2 separate regions of the Sus scrofa genome follow, and region 1 is linked to region 2. A link is a contact called in public Hi-C data. All regions are on one chromosome and are shown on one strand. The core of a region is the stretch at or near the end of the contact, and the rest is flanking DNA. Distances in the headings are between cores, read along the strand shown.

The links. A called contact is a pair of places that touch in the nucleus more often than the background predicts.
Region 1: a Hi-C map of epiblast stem cells shows a contact between it and region 2, with 2.4 times the contacts expected there. The contact joins the promoter of ST13 here to the promoter of ACO2 in region 2.

Annotation. Positions count from the first base shown.
Region 1 is chr5:7,580,864-7,585,794 of Sscrofa11.1, reverse strand. ST13 (hsc70-interacting protein) reads right to left here and starts at 2,721. Exons shown (of 12, transcript XM_003481531.4): 1 at 2,190-2,721. The coding sequence starts at 2,299. XPNPEP3 (probable Xaa-Pro aminopeptidase 3) reads left to right here and starts at 2,814. Exons shown (of 8, transcript XM_021091468.1): 1 at 2,814-2,996. The coding sequence starts at 2,933.
Region 2 is chr5:7,067,541-7,072,643 of Sscrofa11.1, reverse strand. ACO2 (aconitase 2) reads left to right here and starts at 1,621. Exons shown (of 19, transcript NM_213954.1): 1 at 1,621-1,685. The coding sequence starts at 1,650. PHF5A (PHD finger-like domain-containing protein 5A) reads right to left here and starts at 1,499. Exons shown (of 4, transcript XM_021091456.1): 1 at 1,082-1,499; 2 at 641-664; 3 at 1-145. The coding sequence starts at 1,133.

The sequences.
Region 1 (4,931 bases), core at 1,472-3,971, 510 kb before region 2:
TCTAAGCATGGGTATTCATGTCTAATTTAGTAAGGAGCAGAGAAAAACCAGAGACGGTTTCTACTTGAAGAGCCCTAAAAGTAGGACTAGGCTTACAGAATATTCCTGGACCTAGAGTCTCCACATTCAGTCCAATCTCCTATAACATTTTTGTCACTACCCTCTCTACTTTTATGTAAGTGGAACAAGACATTGTACCCACTCAGTACAACGTTCAGCCCTGGTGCCAGCTATTTCTTCCTGTAGTATAAGTCCGGTAAGAAAGCAGAAAAGAGAGGAACTGATACATCCCAGAGACTACAAAAATGTAAGTTTAGATTAAAACAGAAAAACAACAACTTGTAATATCTCAACTTGTAACATCTCAATTTCAAGCTGAGGGTAAGGTGCATACACACGCCAAGATCCTTCATCCCATACTCAAACTAACAATTTAGGCTACCAAAAGAAAAAAAATGAGTGGAACCAAAAAGAAGAACCAGAATCACCTATGGGAAACGTTAAAGTAAGAAATACGGCAATTGTTTTGAAGCAAGGCTTGACAATATTTTCCAGACTTTACATTGGAATTCTCTACATAGCCACTCCAGCACAAATTACAACACTATTCTTAGCTATGTTTTAACATTTTTGTCAGTACCCTCTCTACTTCTACGTAAGTGGAACAAGACATTGTACCCACTCAGTACAATGTTCAGCCCTGGTGCCAGCTATTTCTTCCTGTAGTATAAGTCCGTTTTACCTGGAATTTTAGAAACAATTTATTAACTGTAAGCTACTTCCTCTAATGAGTAAATAATAAAAGAACAAAAGCATACAAATGTCTTAAGCGAAGCTTCTGGATCATCAAGTTTTACAAAAGAGAGAACAACTAAAAATCTAAACCTCAATTCCTAGTCCTGAAAATCTAACAGCACCTTACAGGTTTTTTTTCTGTTAAAAAGCAGAAATTGGCAAAAAGGTATTCTAACTTAGCAATTAAATCACTACAGTAACTAATCCTTAAGTAGTCTCAGAATTTTACATAAATAACATGAGGAAATATCTTATTTAGAGTAGCTAAAAAACCAGTAGGGAAGGGAGGAGAACTGAGAAACTTCTTAGAGAAAAAACATTATTATCCCACCAAAAGCTGATTGATCTGAACTTAAGTTTCTTCCTTAGAACAAGCTTACTGGAAGACCCATTCTTTCAAATATTTGCTAAACATGGGTTCAATGTCCCGCGCAAAAAAATTAGTAAAATAAACAGATCATTTAGGGTAGTACCTTTTAGGGCTCACATTGTTTTGCAATGTCGCTATTTATCACTGCGCGGTGCAACTAGTATGTCACCTCTCAAAATTCCTCACGTAGTAGTGAATTTTAAAAATCACTTCGGGAAAGATTTCCCTTTCTCCCTTAAATTCCTCCACAAAACGCAGAATACTAATCTCTATTACACGCTACATATCAAAACGAATTTTTGTATTTATTCATCTGTATCCCTAAATAGATTGTACTTATACTGTTTCCTCGCTAGCATTTGGCACAACGCCTGTTCAGTTAATTCCATGCACGTAGCGACGTACTCTGGAGTTAAAGATAACAAGAACAGATCGTGTTAACACGCGGGTCCTCGAAAAATCATTTTTCTTAAAGTGCCTGAAGTGATGGTACTGCCACTAATCAGATATAAAAAGCGATTCCCAAAATGATTCTACGCCCTTAAAGTCGTTGTAAATGTAATCAAAGCTAGGTATCATTTTTACAACACTTTTAAAGACACAGTGCGTAAGGGAGTTGTTTTGTGTCACTGCGACCTAAGCAGGACACCAGATTTCAAGAAAAACAACTCCACGCGAAAGCCGAGTCTCGCAGCTCGCGCCCCTCCCCCTCACGTCTTCCGTGTCCAAGTCCCCGCAATCGCCTGCATCTCGCCCAAGACACACCCCCGGCGGCCTCCGGGGGCAAGGAACGCAGCTGGGCCTCTGCCTTCCCTGCCTCTCAACTACCTAAGCTCCCCGATCCCCCACTGGACCCTCGAGGGCGCCTAGCTTTCCCGGCCACGGAGCGAGCCACAAAGCGAAGGCGACGCCACTGGCCTCGCCACCGAGCTCCAGGCTCCGCCGCCCCGCGCCAGCTCCCGCCTAGCTCCCCCTCCGGCCGTCCCTCTTCCCACCCCCAACGGTCCTCAGGCCCGGGTCTCACCTCTCCACCCACTCCCTCAGGAAGCGCATTTCCTCGGTGTGCAGAACGCTCGGGTCCTGCTTACACATTTTCACGAAGGCTCGAAGTTCGCTCACTTTGCGGGGGTCCATGGTCCGGGCGCGGCGGGAGGCGGCGGGCTCGGCGGTGGCTGTGGCCCGATTCCAGGCCCGGGCGCTGGCTCAGCGTGGCGTAAAGGGGGCGGCTGCCGCGAGGCAGAACAGACTAGAACCTCCCCGGCCGCTGGCTCCGCCCACCCAACGGTCTCGTGACCCCGGGTCCTTCGCCCGTTCATTCCTGCTCCCTTTACCTCTGCCCTGCGCACTAGCTAGAACATTCTAGAAGTGTGGCTGTTCGTGCGGTGCCTGCCTTTGCACGCACGCATTCTTACAGCCTTAACTCAGAACCACAGCTCTGCATGGTTAAGTCCCCAGCCGTGCTTTCAAGGAGGGCAGGACCTCTCGGCCCCTGCAGGGAGCCATTTAGAACAGGACATTCTGTGAGTGTGGCCACTAAATGTAACACGACGTCATGACGCCCAAAGGGCTCTCCGGCCGGAGCAGTGGTCACAGCTCCGCACGTGACGTCAACATTGGGCGCCGCCGCGGGAGGAAAGCCCGGCGAGCGGCGCCGGCCGGAAGGGGAGGGGCGCTTGGCCGAGGTTTCCTGGCGACGCAGCCCTGCGGGGCGCCGCTTCTACGGCTGTTTTTTTTTCCTTTTCTCCCAGGTCCGTGTGCGTGGCAGTCATGCCTTGGTTGCTCTCAGCAACTAAGCTTGTTCCCGCCGTAGCAAGCGCCCGCAGCCTCTCAGGTTAGACTCACCTCCCACAGTGTCCCCTCCAAGGCTTGCTCGCTGAGAAGCCTGAGGCGCACCAGAGGGAACCACGTCGATCTCGGGAGATTCCTGGTTCGGCGGACCCTTCTCCTGCTGGGGCCTCCACTCCCAGACCCTCTGTGCGCTCCTGGGATTTCTTCTCTACCTGCTGCTTCTGGAAAAGGGTGGGCCTTGTGTTCGCTCTACCGTTGAGGTATTCGGGGAGGTTGAAATGATTGCAGAGAGAAAAGCGTGCCCTGTCTTCCCGCAGGGGCTGTCTTCACAGTAACTTGGACTCATGGAAGTTGTAGCAGGTATCACACTTGCTCAGGTGTCAAAGTGTCTCACATCGAGTGACTCTCGTTTCTATTAAGTGAACGTAAGATTGTATTTTCGTGTTTTCAAAGATTTAACAGCTCCAGAATGGACAAGAAACGAATGTTTGCTAATACAAATTCTTTTGAGTAGTTCCCTGTCAGAGATACTCGTGAGGCTTTTTATGTCTGGAAGCCTTGCTTGTTAAGGCCAGATGGAGTAGTCCGGGAATATGGGGGCCATTTTTTTAGGGTGTACTCTGTCACGAACAATTAAAGTTCTTTGCCTTTACTTGTGACTTTTGCATTTGTTGAGGCTTTGTGTAAAACGTGATTAATCAAGGTTTAGGGCAAGGTACTGTATTTGGTACACACCAAAGTATTCATAATGCTTCGTTTTGCTTCAGCAGTATAAATAACTTTAACCACCTCTTAATGTTAATATAATATACATAGATAGGCTTTTTGAATGAGTGAATGATGAATGATCCTCTTGGATCGTTGCAATTCCAATAAGTTAGAGCAAATACCATTTTACCGATGGGGAACTGAAACTAACACAGTAACAAGTAAGAAGTCAGGAATGTTAGTTGTATGATTGCCATCTAGACCTTTTGCTGTTATACCTCTACTTGGTCTTACTCTGGCTTAGTAGAGCCCTTTTGGAACTTTTTTTTGGGGGGGGGTGTCTTTTTGGAGCCACACCCATGGCATATGGAAGTTCCTAAGCTAGGGGTCTAATCAGAGCTGCAGCTGCCGGCCTATGCCACAGCCACAGCAACTCGGGATCTGATCTGCGTCTGCGACCTACACCACAGCTCACAGCAATGCTGGGTCCCTAATCCACTGAGCAAGGCCAGGGATTGACCCTTCATCCCCATGGATGCTAGTCAGATTCGTTTCTGCTGAGCTACTCCATCTTTTGGAACTTTTTAGTAAGCCAGAAAGAATGTATCTTCAGTTAACAACTTTTTAGTCGTCATTGTGGATGAATCTCCACTTCACTAGAGTTGCTCTCAGTCCAGGTAGATGTTAGAAAAGCAACGGATAAATAAGAATATAGCAAAGGATGATAATAGTGTCTTGACTCAAGTGACATGGGGGCTCAAGCAAGGCAGTAATGGGTTGTAAATATGTTATTCTAGGATTTTATTAAGTTTTAGAAAATTCCGCTGGCTTTTGGTGGTCATAAATAGAACTTTGAATGTCTGTGGTGCTCTTGCTTGTCCTTGTTAGAAAGGCCCTTCTGTGTATTGAGCACCGTAGGGAACTTTCTCTTCTGGGAAATTCAGTGCATTCTCAAAGTGAAAATGTTTTGACTAGCTAATTTGAGTGTGATTTCATTTGTTGTAATCTATAGATATTAACACCATCTAGTCATTTGAGAAAGGGCAAAATGTGGAATGATGCATCAGTTATATATATATATACTTTTTTTTTTTTGTCTTTTTGCTATTTCTTTGGGCTGCTCCCGCGGCATATGGAGGTTCCCAGGCTAGGGGTCGAATCAGAGCTGTAGCTGCTGACCTACACCAGAGCCACAGCAATGTGGGATCCGAGCCGCGTCTGCAACCTACACCACAGCTCACGGCAACGCTGGATCGTTAACCCACTGAGC
Region 2 (5,103 bases), core at 372-2,871:
TCCTTACAATAATAGGCATCTGAAACTCCCGGGCCTCCGCAGATCACACAGCGCCCCTGGTAAGAGCCATAGTTACACTCGTCACATATGCGCACCAGGGTGCAGGGACGCACGTAGGAGTCACAGATCACACACTTGCCATCACCTGTAAGGAAAAGAGGTTGAATTACGCCCACTTGCAAGTACCTCAGGTCCTCTTCCTGCTATGGGTAAAAACACTATGTCCTTCTGACAGTGACTTTAGCCCTCTATTTTGGCATTATAAAATTGGTTTACCTAGCGTCCATTTCTCAATCTCCCCAACACATAGGAAAGCTAATCAATTAATATAAAGGGCTTAGAATAGCAGTCGGTAGATAAGTCTATATAATTGACTGGCAGAATGCTGTGTGTGTTGGGGGCAGGGTCATGCTACTTCTGGTCCAAAGCTAGAGGTTTTGTCAAAACCTAAATACAGTGCCTAAAATGTACAAGTTGGAGCGGGAAGGTGGCCTTTAGTTGCAGTCTGGCTTTGTATTAACATGCTTCCAATCATGTCTATCCAAAGCCCTCTTCGTGGCACCGCTGAAAATGTCCGTTGCTGCCACTATAGAAGCTGAGTGGGAGGGGTGGGCTGTTTGGAGAAGCGTGTTCCACTCACATTTTTCACACAGTCTTCCAATGGCTGCAAGATCAAAGGTGATAAAGAGTACAATTAGGATTAAGGTTTAGAAGAGGGGACAAAAGCCTCGAGCTTGAGTTGGGGACAGGTACAGGGTCTGCAGTGAGCCCTGAGAGGTCTTAACCATCGTATTCTCATAAACTTCAATCCGAACCAAATCCGCACCCTCGTAAGACCTCCCAGGTCCTGGGAAAACTGAGAATTTCTCTATCTCCGCAGCCCCTCTCCAGCTCTCAGCACGCGCGCCCCCGCCCCCCTTTCATCTGAGCCCACAAACCCACGCGCTCCTACACTACCGGCGGCGAGGCGGGAAACGGGGCGCCTCCGAAGCAACACCCTAAAGGAGTAATGGGAACCCCGGACTCTTAAGGTCCTAATACCATCCCCACCCAAACAGCCGGGGGCAGAAGACCGTCTCACCAACACCAGCCTGCTTGCGGCAAAAAATCAAGTCCGGGTGATGCTTAGCCATCGCTCGCGCTCAAACCACCGGAAGCTTAGGGAGCTTCCGCCAGACCTTTAACCCTGATTGTTCCTGCCTCCTCGTCGCCCTGATTGGTTCTCTAGGCGTCCATCAGCGTTTGCAATCTTTGCACCAAGCCCCGCTCATTCTCGCGTGATCAAAGCACTTAAATTCCGAAGACGAATTCCCGTTGGCAGTGGGGGAGTCAGGTCTTGGTAGGGGTGTGCGGGTCATTTAGGGAAAAAAAAAAAAAAAAACTTTCCCAGATTTGAATGGGAGGGACAAGTTGCAGAGCGCAAAGACGAAATTTGCACTTTGATATCTTTGTGCCGGGTATTTACTACCCCAACTTTTTAGGCAGCTCTCTCCCAATTCCCAGGTTGACTCTGGAGCTCCGCCCACGTCGCTCGCGGGAACGCCTTCAGCGTGACGCGTTTCTCCTCAGGTCACGCCCCTCACCGAAGGCCTTAAATAAGCCGCGTGTCACGTCACTTTCAAGCGACCTCATCTTTGTCAGTGCACAAAATGGCGCCTTACAGCCTACTGGTGACCCGGCTGCAGGTGAGCGAACCGAGAGCCCTCTAGGTTTACGGGGGCGGGGTACCTCTTTTGCGCTTGCGGCTATGGGCAAGGCAAGGCGAGGCGGGCCTGACCTCCGGCCGACTTTTCGCGTACCTGTCCCTTGCGCGGGCCCAGCGCAAATACCCGCTCCTCTGGCGCCCGAGGTCAGGGCGTCCCCGGCTCAGTCAGCTCTCAGCCCTGTCCCCGCCCCGCTGGAAGCAAGGGCCTAAGAAGCGGCGGCCGGGTGAAGAGTGGAGGCACGTCTTTCTCATTTTTGAGGACCGCAGTTTCTTCCCCCGTAAGGCTTTTTTTTTTTTTTTTTTTTTTCCTCCCCCGTTCCTCAAGGTGAGGACAAGGTGACTGGGGGGCGCGGTGGTTGGTAAGCGCGCTAGGCCCAGAGCCTGAAGGCCTCACTTTTCATCTCAGTAGCACAGAGTTGCTAGCCAGGTGCATCTACGGTTGCCAAACATGGAGTCTGTAGGGGGGGAAAAAAAAAAAACTATGACCTATTCCATCTTGTGGGGATCCTGCGGAACATGTACCCAAGAATTCGAGGGGGTGGGTTCCGTGCCCAGATGTAGCAAATAGTAATGATGACAGTAGTCTCTCAGCTTTGCACAAGATTGCAAGACTTAATTCCTCACCACATCGTTTGATTCATATCATCATTTCTGGAGATGATTATTTTTATTTGATAGGTGATGACGCTGTTAGAAAACAGGTAAAAGTTCTGCTCTCTGAGTCTTACCAAAGTGCTGTGGCCTGAGCATCTGCCCTACTACTCCCCATTCTCCTTGTCCCTTTCAGCCTGCCCTCACAGAACTTTTTGAGCCAGAGTGTGGTCCTGGAGCTGACATTTGTATTTGTGGGAGTTCCAGAATGGCGTATTTTGAGCTCACAATCAGTTGCTTTTCAGTTACTAGATGGGGAGGGTAAAAGAGACTCAACAGTTTGACCTTGACTGTCCTCTTTTGAACCATCTAGAAGATTGACTGACTGCCATTTCTTTTTTTTTCACTCCTGACTTGACAACCCTAGGAAGATGTTACACTCAAAGGTTCAATGTCAAGAACGTATTTCGTTAATAAAAAATCAAGCAAGCATTCTCCGACAACCTTTTACATTTAAATTTGTGAATCTACATTGGATCAAGTAGCACAACTATTATTGCAGAATTTAAAAAGAAGTAGTGTACTGTACTCTCAGAAAGTATTGTGTTGTCAGAAGTTTTTTTTTTTTTTTTTAAAGTTACATTGCTAAAATTTAAACCATATGGTTTAAAGGGAAATCATTTATCTTAAAATACTTAGGGTCTCTCAATTCTGGGCAAAGACAAGGATTTGTCCAAATTTTCTCTTAGATTTTTTTGTTTCTCCAAGTTAACAATGTGGAAGTAGTTGTTTCTTGCTGATCTTGCTGTCCCATCTGTAGTGAATCTGGGCAAGATTGTTTGAAAAGATAAATTATTACAGATCTGTTGAGCCTGGAAGAGAGGACTGATATCACAGTATTTTTGAACTGACACAGGATTTTGGAAAGCATGACCATTAGACCCCTACAGAAAGAGATCTGGACCATACCAGTACCACAGGTTGTATTCTTTTTTTTGGCCACACCTGCAGAATTTCCTGGGCCAGGGATTGAACCCATGCCGCAGCAGCAACCCACGCCACTGCAATAGCAACACTGGATCTTTAACCAGCTGCTCCACAGGAGAACTCCCATAGTTCATATTCTACCCTGACCAAGTGATCTTGAACTTGGGAACTGAATCTCAGTTTCCCCTTCTGTCAGTTGGGGATTTTCTCCTTTGACAAACATTTATGTGAAGTACTTGGTGATTGGTTTCCATTCAGGTTTCTTTTTTGCTTTATGGGCCACATGTGTGGCATATGGAAGTTCCCAGGCTAGGGGTCAAATCGGAGCTGCAGCTGTTGGCCACAGCAGTACATGCAACAAGCCTTGTCTGTGACCCACATCACAGCTCATAACACCAGATCCACAACCCACTGAGTGAGGCCAGGGATCGAACCTGCATCCTCATGGATACTGGCTGGATTCGTTACCACTGAACCACAATGGGAACTCCCATTCAGATTGCTGGGATGATTGTTACAAAGCGGTGAAAAAGTAGAATGTGCTTGTTTATGACCATCTTGTTGTCCACCCTGCTCTTTTAGGGGTAGACAATCCAAAGACCTTGCGTGTGTGTCTCTTTGTTCATGTAGCGAAGATGAATAAAGGGCGTTATACCACACTGCCTCCTGATAGCCAGTTTGTCTTAAATGATGACCAGCTACAGCTGCAACTGTCCTCTGAAAACCTCATAAATTTACCTCTTTTATATTTAGCTACAGAGTAATAGAAGGTAATGCCTTCGCTGTCAGAACCCTGTCTGTGCATTTAATGTTACTACTTCATTCACCACATGTTTACTGAGTTCCCACTGCTTGCTCAGGATACAGTGAGAAGCAAAAAAAAAGCAGACAACGCCTGTTCTCATGGAGCTTCCGCTATGTCCTCAGGTATTCTGCTGCAGAGAACCTTGGACATCTTTCTCAGCTAAAGTATTTTTCTTCCGCCCTTGGAGAAGACCAAAGGTCTTCTTAGTTGGACCTTGGCTGGACAGATAAGGTGGATAATAGAATGGTGGTGATTACTACTACCACCAAGAGTCGCTCACATTTACTTGTGTGTCAGTAGTCTCGTGTGACCTGTGAGACATGGCAGGTTTATTGGCTTTGTCTTAAACAGAATTAGAGCAGAGGCATAGTGTAATGGCTAAGAGCATGGGTTCTGGCATCCCACTTCTTTATTTGAATGCTGACTCTGATACTCATTCTCTGTGACTTTGGGCAAATTACTTCACCTCTCTGTGTGTTACCTCACCTGTAAGGCAGTAGTACATCTGACTTACCTAATAATCTTAGTGACAAAGTATTCAGAACCTGGCTGGAACCTAGTAAGTGCTATGTGATTGTTAATTAAAATAAAGTAAACTTGTCTAGGGCTTTATTACTAGTTAGTAGTAGATGTGATTTGAATTTGCACGTTTCTGACCCCCAAGCCTGAGGTCCTAGCAGCTACACAATAGTACTGCTTCCTTTTGGCATCAGGACTCAGCCCGTCAACCAGGATACCGTTACTGGTCCGTGACCAGAGAACAGGGCTCTTTAAGTTGAAAATACTCTGTTGTTTGACAGTACCTGCTACCAGGTAGGAAGATTAGAAACAAAGTAAAGAAGATGGAGGTGAAGTTTTTAAAAAGTCACCTTTATTCTCTAGTTTTTTACTCTTGTTATATTTTTATTTTTATGGCCACACTCATGGCATATGGAAGTTCCCAGGCCTGGGATTGAATTGGAGCCACAGCTGTAAGCACTGTAGCATTGCTGAATCCTTTAACTCACTGCACCAG